3 separate regions of the Mus musculus genome follow, and all the other regions are linked to region 3. A link is a contact called in public HiChIP or PLAC-seq data. All regions are on one chromosome and are shown on one strand. The core of a region is the stretch at or near the end of the contact, and the rest is flanking DNA. Distances in the headings are between cores, read along the strand shown.

What was found. HiChIP or PLAC-seq counts read pairs in DNA pulled down with a chosen protein or histone mark.
Region 1: a contact with region 3 is called in an H3K27ac HiChIP or PLAC-seq map of bone marrow-derived dendritic cells, with 13 times the contacts expected there. The contact joins the enhancer-like site here to the promoter of Elp1 in region 3. A contact is called at or near these places in 2 of 39 promoter capture datasets (cranial neural crest and embryonic stem cells), 12 of 115 datasets of contacts at active chromatin or transcription factors (astrocytes, bone marrow-derived dendritic cells, bone marrow-derived macrophages and 6 more) and 3 of 9 other capture datasets (adipose tissue, embryonic stem cells and liver).
Region 2: a contact with region 3 is called in an H3K4me3 HiChIP or PLAC-seq map of embryonic stem cells, with 6 times the contacts expected there. The contact joins the enhancer-like site here to the promoter of Elp1 in region 3. A contact is called at or near these places in 3 of 39 promoter capture datasets (cranial neural crest, hippocampal neurons and second pharyngeal arch cranial neural crest), 1 of 484 Hi-C or Micro-C datasets (bone marrow-derived macrophages), 9 of 115 datasets of contacts at active chromatin or transcription factors (astrocytes, bone marrow-derived macrophages, embryonic forebrain and 3 more) and 2 of 9 other capture datasets (embryonic stem cells and pancreatic islet).

The regions. Positions count from the first base shown.
Region 1 is chr4:55,488,183-55,491,217 of GRCm38.p6, forward strand. No RefSeq gene overlaps it. Among named protein-coding and RNA genes, the nearest start is that of Gm22150, 21 kb to the left of the region's middle. Within about 2 kb of position 1,284, at least 60 of the 459 cell types and tissues checked have an H3K27ac peak or open chromatin away from gene starts, as enhancers often do. A contact at or near this core is called in bone marrow-derived dendritic cells, where this site is marked.
Region 2 is chr4:55,449,928-55,453,164 of GRCm38.p6, forward strand. No RefSeq gene overlaps it. Among named protein-coding and RNA genes, the nearest start is that of Gm22150, 18 kb to the right of the region's middle. Within about 2 kb of position 1,289, at least 11 of the 459 cell types and tissues checked have an H3K27ac peak or open chromatin away from gene starts, as enhancers often do. A contact at or near this core is called in embryonic stem cells, where this site is marked.
Region 3 is chr4:56,800,837-56,803,916 of GRCm38.p6, forward strand. It overlaps Elp1 (elongator complex protein 1), which reads right to left and starts at 1,495. Exons shown (of 37, transcript NM_026079.3): 1 at 1,323-1,495. It overlaps Abitram (actin binding transcription modulator), which reads left to right and starts at 1,493. Exons shown (of 6, transcript NM_001081420.1): 1 at 1,493-1,890; 2 at 2,760-2,811. The coding sequence starts at 1,776.

The sequences.
Region 1 (3,035 bases), core at 34-2,533, 1.3 Mb before region 3:
TCCTTGAGCAAGCCTATGAAGATGCTTGCCCCCTGAAGCAGACAGCAATCCACAATCAGAGGATGGGCTGGGGAACGGGTCACGTGTGTGCTTTTAGGGTTATGGGGTTTACCTTTCTCTCCTTGTGTGAAGATGTTCAGGGGACACCTAGAAACTGTAATTTCATTCATTCACGTTATAAATCATTGCTGGGTACCCGTGTGGCCAAATGTATTTTGCTTCCAAAAGGAATGAACCCATGAAACACAGGTACCCTATACCTGTGGTTCCAGCATTTGGGAGCGGGAAGGAAGTTCTGGAGTTCAAGGGTAGCCTTAGAGATCTTGGGGGGAGAGAGAGAGGGAGAGAGGGAGGGAGAGAGAAAGAGAGAGAGAGAGAGAGAGAGAGAGAGAGAGAGAGAGAGAGAGAGAGAGAGAGAGAGAGAGAGAGAGAGAGAAAGATCATCAGTCATCCAGGATCAGTCATCCAGGGGACTCAGGACTGGCATTAGGCCAAGCCACAGACTTCCTCCAACGACAAGGATAGTGACTGTATGTACCAGGTGACTGATCTGAAACCCACCCATGTTCTCACAGTTAAGCTTTCCCCTGACTCGCTTTCCACTGGCTGAGGACAGTGACTACAGCAAGGCAGTTGTGTTACCAGGGCATACAGAGCCTCTGCGATTAGTCATATGAGCTTGGGAACCACATTCCCCAAACTGTCCGAAGCCTCTTTAGACAGCGTGGCAGGCTCGATAAGGATGCTTCTGCCCAGACTTCCTCCTTTGTCTCCTTCACTCAAGCTAGACTTGCAATATTCCTGAGTCTGTCTCTCTGGGCACTATTTATTTCTTGTCGTTAAATTTTATTTATTATTTATGTTGGTGCTGTCATGGGTATGTCTATCTATCTAGATATAGATAAAGATATGCATACACTTGTGCTTATGTGCTATGGTATGTGTGTAGAAGACAACATTAGGAGTTAGTTTTTCTCCTTCTACCTTATTGAAGCAGTGACTCTCCTCTGTCAAGCTGGGTACTCCAGGGTAGCTGACCTGCAAGCTGCCAGGAGATTCTACTGTCTCCACCTTGCATCTCACTTTAGGAATACAAGAATTACAGATTCCTGCCACTTTATCTGTCTGTTTCCTTGGCTTCCAGGGATTGAATGCAGATTATCAGGAGTGTGTGGCAAGTGATCTGCTGAGCCACCTTGGTGGCCACTTTGACATGTTATAGATAACGTCAACTCCTTTCCAATCCCTGGAACTCCCCTGGTTCTTTCAGTCCTTTCTGGTTTGCTCTCACATGTGTTGTTAGTCACAGCATCCTTTTGTGGTTAGTTCTGTGTTAGCACCGACTTCTCAGGGGAGCTGGACTGTGAGAAAAGGTCACGGAGACTTAGTGCTTCCAAACCACAGGAGAAGCTGCATGGAAATGCCTGTTGCCTCTGCTACAGAGGAGCTGGAGGCAGAGAGGACACTTAAGTCCAAGAGTCTGAGAACAGTTTGGACAACAAGGTGAAGGTCTCTCTGAAAAAAACCCACAACACAGCACAACAAAACGAAACCAAAACCAAAACCAAACAAAAACCAGAAAAACAAACAGAAACCAAAAAAAAAAAAAAAACAACAAAAAAAACAAAAACAAAAACAAAAACCCAAAACCAATCAACCAAACAAAAAACAAATTAAACAATCAAACACACACACGCATTGTAGCAATGAACTTTGTTCCTCCTGGAATGTGGTGAAGCAAGAATTGGGAATTTAAAGTTACTATGGCAGACATTCTCGGACATGAGGTAGAGTGTAAGAATTGGAGATTCTCCAGGTCAAGGAATACTTCCTGTGCCATTCTCATCTCTTCCTGCCTATACCCCTCTAGGAACAAGGAGCTCTCTGCTTTTCCCCAGCCATCTACTGAAGCTGTCTCATTAGCTCTTCTTGGTACACACCTCAAACCTACACCCCCAGCCATTGGTCTCTGTTCTTCTGGTTCCTCCCCATGTGTGTGCTGATATACACCTTGCCTGGCTTGTGTTGAAAGAATGTTATTCACTAGTGACCAAGATGCCACTTGAATCCCACATAGGGCGCTCCTTTACAACTCTCCTGAGACCCGCTTATGAGCACACACAAGCTGCACACCATTCTTATTAAACAATGCTTGAGGGAAGAAGTATAGGGATGTCCATATAAAAATGCCAGAAAGGCTCAGGATGGGAGTCTATGCGTAGAAAGATTCAAATCGTCTAAAGCAGGGATTCGTAAGCTTCCCAATGCTGTGACCCTTTAATATATTTCCTCATGTTGTGGTGACTCCCCAGTCATAAAAGTATTCATTGCTACTTTATAACTATAATTCTACTAGTTATGAATTTTAATATAAATATCTGATGTGTAGGATATCTCACATGTGCTTTTTGCATTCCATAGGTTGAGAACTACTGGTCTAAAGGCCTCAGTTTTCCATTTGATCAAGTTAAAACCTAATCTTTCCACTACCAAGAAGCCCCTAACACCACAGGCCAAGGAATTTCACAATTCACCAGACAGCAAGGAGTAGACAGGAATCCATGGCCAGGCTTGGCATAGACTGTGTTACAGGTAATAGAAAGACAGACATGTCAGGTCCTGGCAGCAAGATTTATGCTAAACAACACATTTTCACCAAACAAATACATCCTTTGCCCACACTCTACCACCAAGGCAGTAATGCCATAGACATTCATTTTTTTCATCCTGGAATTTCTGTTTGTAGAAACAAAATACACACTTAGGCACAAGTCAGGCGCAGGTATCTGGATGAGGCAGACAATCAACATGAACACAAAAAAAGTGCTTTCTGATTGTAGCATTTTCTTTTTGTCCTCTCATTTTCAAACTTAGTTTAAAACAACACCAACAAAACAAACAAACAAACAAACAAACAAACAAACAAACAAACCAGAGGCCTGAGTTTGTCAAGAACCAGGTTGACCATATGCCAATTTGACCATATGCCTTTGGCAAGGTGTATAATTGCTTGGTGCCTCAGTTTCTTTGTCTGT
Region 2 (3,237 bases), core at 39-2,538, 1.4 Mb before region 3:
CTCCATTTCCCTAAATCCAAGAGAGACACTTCTAACTCCATCATAACTCTGCCCCACCAAACCTAAGCGTAGCCTCAAAGCCTGACCTTGCTTCCAACCTGAACACATCACTATGCAGAGCTCCTCAGAGCCACTTCACTTGGCCCCTGCCTTAAGGACAGACTTAGTATTTGGGAACTGATGGAATCTTTCTAATCCCTCTGACTAGCATTTGGTAAACTCTTTTGTGTGTGAGTGGGGGTGTGCTCTGTGGTGCTGTGGTGGCCTCTTACAGCACCTGACCCTCATTGTCTTTTCTTTTCTTTTCTTTTTTTTTTTTTTGTTTTTTGTTTTTGTTTTGTTTTGTTTTTTCGAGACAGGGTTTCTCTGTATAGCCCTGGCTGTCCTGGAGCTCACTTTGTAGACCAGGCTGGCCTCGAACTCAGAAATCCGCCTGCCTCTGCCTCCTGAGTGCTGGGATTAAAGGCGTGCGCCACCACGCCCGGCTTCATTGTCTTTTCTTTGCTGGCTTTTGGACTTCATATATCATGGGCATATGGAGTGGCCTTTTTCAACCTTTACTGTGCAGTCTTGAGTGATGCAGAATCTGACATAGCAGGCCCAGTGGGATCTGAGCTTATGCACAGCCACCAAGCTCACAGGGAGTACTGTGCTCTCTGTTGTCATCACCAAGAAGCAGGAGGACAGAGCACCTAAGTTTGATTCACTGGAGAAGACTGAAAAATTTCAGAGCAACAGGAGTCTAACAGAACTCACAGTGTTCTAGAGAAAACTTGGCAAGATCCTGCAGCCACCTGAACAAGCAAGCGGTCTGGGATGAGGTCATCTCTCCACGCAGAGCCATGTGATGAAACCCACAAGTAGCTTTGAGGAAGATACACATTCTGAATTCCCATGGCTTCAAGTGCAGAGTTGCTCATGGCAGGATGGCTGAAAATGATGGGCCTGGTCATTTGGGAAGCGTGTCATCAAGCTAGATCCCTGGGGAAGTTGTAGAACTCCCTAGAATGGAAACAGGAGAAGAAAGCGTGTGCAGAACCCCAGGAGAATTACCAGGTAGGAGACTGCACCCGGAGCATGGGCAGCTCCAGGTTTTCTAAGCCCCAAGGTGACCTTGGACCTATGATCATCCAGTGAGAGATCCTAAGCAGTCCCCCTGAAGGTAAAGAAAAAATGGTGTAGGGGCTAGAGAGAAGGGCAGCAGTTAACAACACTTGCTGATCTTACAGAGGACTCAGATTCAGTTCCCATGAGACACATGACAGCTCGCAACTGTCTGTAACTCCAGTTCCAGAGGATCTGCTGCCCTCTGCTGCCCTCCACAGGCACCAGGCACACATGTGGTCCATACATACACATTCAGGCAAACCACTCATATACAGAAAATAAATACATCTAAAAACGTTCTAAAAGGAACATAGGCATAATGATGGCTTAGTCTCGTCTTTCATGCACATGTTCCATACCTCGGTTGTGGCTGGTCTTGAGGAATACTTAGATAACTGCCTGAAGGCTAACATTATAATTAGTTACTGAAGTTGAGAGTGAAGCTTGTTGGAAAACAGTTCTCACTACCCAAGTAGAACCTCCTGGGGGGCCTCCATATGGGGTTATGTCACCATGGAAGCAGTGTAGAGTACTTCTGTGGCCTTGGACAAGTTACTCCATTTCTATAGCGTTTGTTTTCCTCCGATGCAAATCTATTGTCAGAAACGACGAGTGATGCATTACTGAAGATCAAGTTCATGTTGTCTCTGGCTTTTGTGTGTGGTAGATGCCTCCCAGGCTTCATAGTGTCCCTGGCCTCTAGCAACACCATGCTGACCATGGGAAATAAGAGCCACTGACCTTCACACAGCCTCTGTGGGGCCACCTTCCTATTTCAATTCCTGGTAGTTTATCACCATCTGGAGCTGGCTAAGAGGAAACCCACTCATCTGTCTCCAAAATACATGGAGGTGGCAAGGCCTACCCTCAGGCTCTTGGGTGAGTCATCCGAGGTCTTACGAGGTCCTGGATTTGGCTGTATTTTGTGGTGTATTCAGAAGAGGCATAGTTACTAGCCTGTGTCTTGCTGTTCTCTTGAGCAATGGAATGCTCTCAAGGGTCCTGGTTGGGGTGTAAGATATTCAAACCTTTAAAGGGCTGGGCAAGTTGCTAGTCATTGTATGTTATACTTGAATAACGTCTAAGTTCTTGGTGCTCACTATAAACAAGGGCAAAGAAAGAAGGATACTGAACTGGTCTTCTGTTTGCATCTACTACCTGAATAGCCCTGCCTTCCAGTCCCTATTACTTGGGGGCAATAGGAAACCCAAGAATTTTGGGTGCCTAGGGAAATCTTCAGGGACAAGAAAATGCTGCTGACCAGAAGTTGAGCTCCTTCCGGTGACAGCCTCTACACACATGTACTGGGTGCTTGGCTTCTCTTTAACATGTGGCTGTAGACACACTTCTGTGCAGTCCCAGTCGTGTGTTCAGTCAATGGGGGAAGGACTTCCACTCCTGCCCGAGAGGACAACAAACATCATCCTAAGGACGTGAACTTCACACTCACCCTTGTTAGCCACAGCCTGGCGGAGCCTCCTTGATTGCTTAGGCATCTCTCTTCTCCCTCAGCCTCCTCATCTTTCGATGCCTCTGTGGAAGCTAGGCTCAGATTGAGCAATGCTGTGTGGAATAACTGGGTCAGATCAAACATGTGCCACGAGGAGGAGACAGTCAGACTGTGGAGGTGACTGTTATCAAGAAGCGGCAAACGTGCTTCGAACTGAACAGGAAAATCAGGAATGTCCACACAGATGACTTGGCAGCCCAGTGCCTACTGGATCAAGTCCAGCTCTACTGGATATGCAGATTTGAATCATCAGGTGCCCACTAGCTCCTCCATCCCCTGATCCTCCGCTTTCTAACATGCATGCTTATGTTCATCCACACTTGGGTTTCTCATGTCTCCTGAAATGTGTTAAGGATCTATGCCTCTGGACCATTTGTATTGTATCCCATTCTTTCTCCCTGCAGTATCCTGGTACATATATGTACATACGTATGTGTGTGTGTGTGTGTGTGTGTGTGTGAAGGCTAGAAACAGACACTAGGAGTCTTTCTCTATTACTTTCCGTCTTCTCTTTTAAAATTTAGATTACATGAATGTATGCGTGTATACATATGTATGTATGTATTTATGTATTTGTGGCTCGGTAGAACGTGGATGCCACAATGTGCATTTAGAGCCCA
Region 3 (3,080 bases), core at 245-2,744:
TAAAACACAGCAAGGCAATCTGAGTTTTTAAAAGAATTACCGAGTTCAGGTCTGGAAAGACTGCTCAGAGGTTAATGAACACTGGCTGCTCTTCCAGAGGACCTGAGTTCAGTTCCCAACACCTACACAGCAGATAACAACTATCTATAACTCCAATTCCAGGGAACCCCATGCCTTCTTCTGGCCTCCATGGTCACTTGGTAAAAAGGCAAACTCATTAATCTCTCTAATGCCCCAATTCTTTTAGCATGAAAACCGACTTCTCTAAATTGTCATTCTGACACTGCTCACTCATTTAACTTTTTGGAGTTACACAGTCCTGTAGTTTTCTCAATGCTTTCAAAGTTAGGAAACATCTTCCAAATGTTTCTAGGATCATAATCTGCTAACAGCCTTCCTTTGGCACCTCCAACTGCACCTCCCTTGACTCCACCCACACATGTTCTAAGAGGTGCTTTCATACAACTTTGATCATGTCCCAAAATTCTGACCATTGATCCACTTTCTCCCCTACCTTCAGGCTTGGTAGCTCACTAAAGGGAAGATTAGATAAACCTATATACCTTGTAAATGAACAAGACCAAACTAAACATTAAACTCACATTAAAATCAATCCTGATATTATCATAAGCTGACCCTTACAAGCATATGAAATGCAACCTGAAAAACAGAGAACCTGCTGATCTCTTATCAAATAATAGCTCATCCTGGCTTGGGACTTATTGTCATCTCTGTTTCCACAAACTAAAATTTGTCTTTGTCTCTTTTTCTTTCACTTACACATCGAGATATTTGCTGGTTATATATCATGGTTCTCAATACGCAAACGAATCCTTTACACAATACCTAAGATCCGTTATGTGACTTACAACAAAACCTTGCCAAATGTTAGGCCCTAAAGACAAAAGACTATAAAATCACAGCCATCACAGAAATCCCGGCTTAGGTACACCAGGTAGGGAAGCACGAGATACACTACTTCATAGAAAAGTCCCAAATGCGAGCGAGAAGGGACCCGCAGCACAGCACAGAGGCCTCTATTTACCTATCACCTTCCACGACAAGCTGGTAGAGGTTTTATCTACACGCTACAAGGAAACCCGCAATTGGGGTACCGGACCCTCATCCCTCGCAGCGCCCCAAGACGGCCCCGGGGAAAACGTGTACAGAAAGCATCCGAAACTCGAAGAAAGAAGAGGTCCACGCCCGGCCCGCCGGCGCGCGCAGGCAGAAGCGCGTGCATCTCCCCTGCACCAGAACAGCCCTGGACAGCAAGACCAGGCCGCACACAGCGGCTCGGACTGGGACGGGCGAATGCTCACCTACGACGCCCTCGAGGCGGCTCCGAGCCCTCACGGCGCACTGGGTTTGGAAAGGAACCGCCGATGCACACGGGAGACGAGAAACACGATCCACTGAAGGGCGAAACACGCCAGGTAGCACCAGAAAGGCGGCGCGGACGTGGCGTCACCCGCGAGGCGCGCTGAGTGACGTCACCGGGTGGGTGTGGCCAGACGCGCCTCCTCAGGAGCTCGAGGGTGCTCAGAGGGTCCAGGGGATCGGGGAGCCCTCACCCGGCAGAGGCAGGACCTTGCTGTCTGCTGTCCCTCAGCTCTTTGACACCCGGTTGTTTTTGCCCCACAGTTGGGCTTTGGCCCAGGATCACAGGTGACTGGGGTCGGGGAGGGAGTTTGGCCGCCAGCCGGGGAGTCGCGCGCGTGCGCACGACACCAACCGGCTCCCACGCGCCGGAACTACGCTCCTGGACTAGAGGGATGGAAGAGCTCCGCTGCCCCGAAGCCAAGCTGGCGCCACCAGAGGTAGTCATAGCTACCGAAGCCCCGCCACCCTCCCTTGTGGATCGATACTTCACTCGCTGGTATAAAGCGGGTAAGTGCGGGATGGTGGTGAGCTCCGCTTTACCGCACGGGTGCAGGCACTTCTGCCACGCGATGCAAGCCACCCGTGCTCTTCCCTGAGCATCCTAGTCCCAGGAATACAGATTTGCGCTGATGAAGAGCTAAAATAGGCGCTTTCCTTCGTGGGAACCGCAGCGCCATGTGTGGGTTGTTTGCAGGAAAGGACGTGAACTAAACTAAGGAACTCCGCGTTGGTCTATCTGGGCTTTCCCCACACTACTAAGGGTTGGTGTGCTTGGAGGGATCAATCCTACGCCGAACCGGGAAGAAACCTTAGGCATGGAGAGAAAAATTAAGAAATGTTAAGGAAGCAGTATCTAGTGTTAAGAAGAAACTGTGCATATTGTCCACTGGACGTTTGAAATAGGCTTCTCTGGTGTTCGTTCTGCCAAGAAAATACCGATACCACCTTTGGGGATCCTCCTCTAGCCTCTATTTTAGCCTTTTTAAATTCAGGGAAACCGGTAGACCCACATATAATATTTAGGATAAGCATCCTAAATTCTCTTTAGGACTGAATTTAAAAAAAAACGTGTGATTTTTGCATACCATCAAGACAGCCTCACAAAACACCACCATAATGTCAGCAATGTGGCGCTTATAATAGTGTTTCTCTAGGTGTACTCATTTTAAAGTGACAAGATGGAGGAGCTAAGAATGTTACCTGCCTTAACACTGAGTAAAGGATTCTATGTAAATTAGGCCACTTAAAATACTTCATAGCCTTTATTTACTTTGCCCACTGTGCTCAGCTTCGCAATGAACAATCTTCATGAACCAAAGGAGGTAATCACGTGGTAAATGCCAGTTCAACAACCTGCGACTCATTTATTCCTCTAGATGTTAAAGGAAAACCCTGTGAGGACCACTGTATACTCCAGCACTCCAACCGGTAAGCAAACCGGGAATCTTAAACTATCAACACTTTCCTTCTGGTAGCTAGCCTGGTGCGGTCTTGGGTCGGGTATGAGCATTCATGAAACTGTCTTCTGTGGTGTTGAAACGGTGTTATAGGAGTGTGTTGGCAAGTCTTGTTCAGTCATATACTGTTTGGCCAACCTGCACCAACCACTGTACTGCTGGACCTAAGGAATGGTTCCTTGTGGAGGCATATGTCATGCTCTGTGTACACAGTCTTGCCTTGCTTCTCTGCTATCCCCG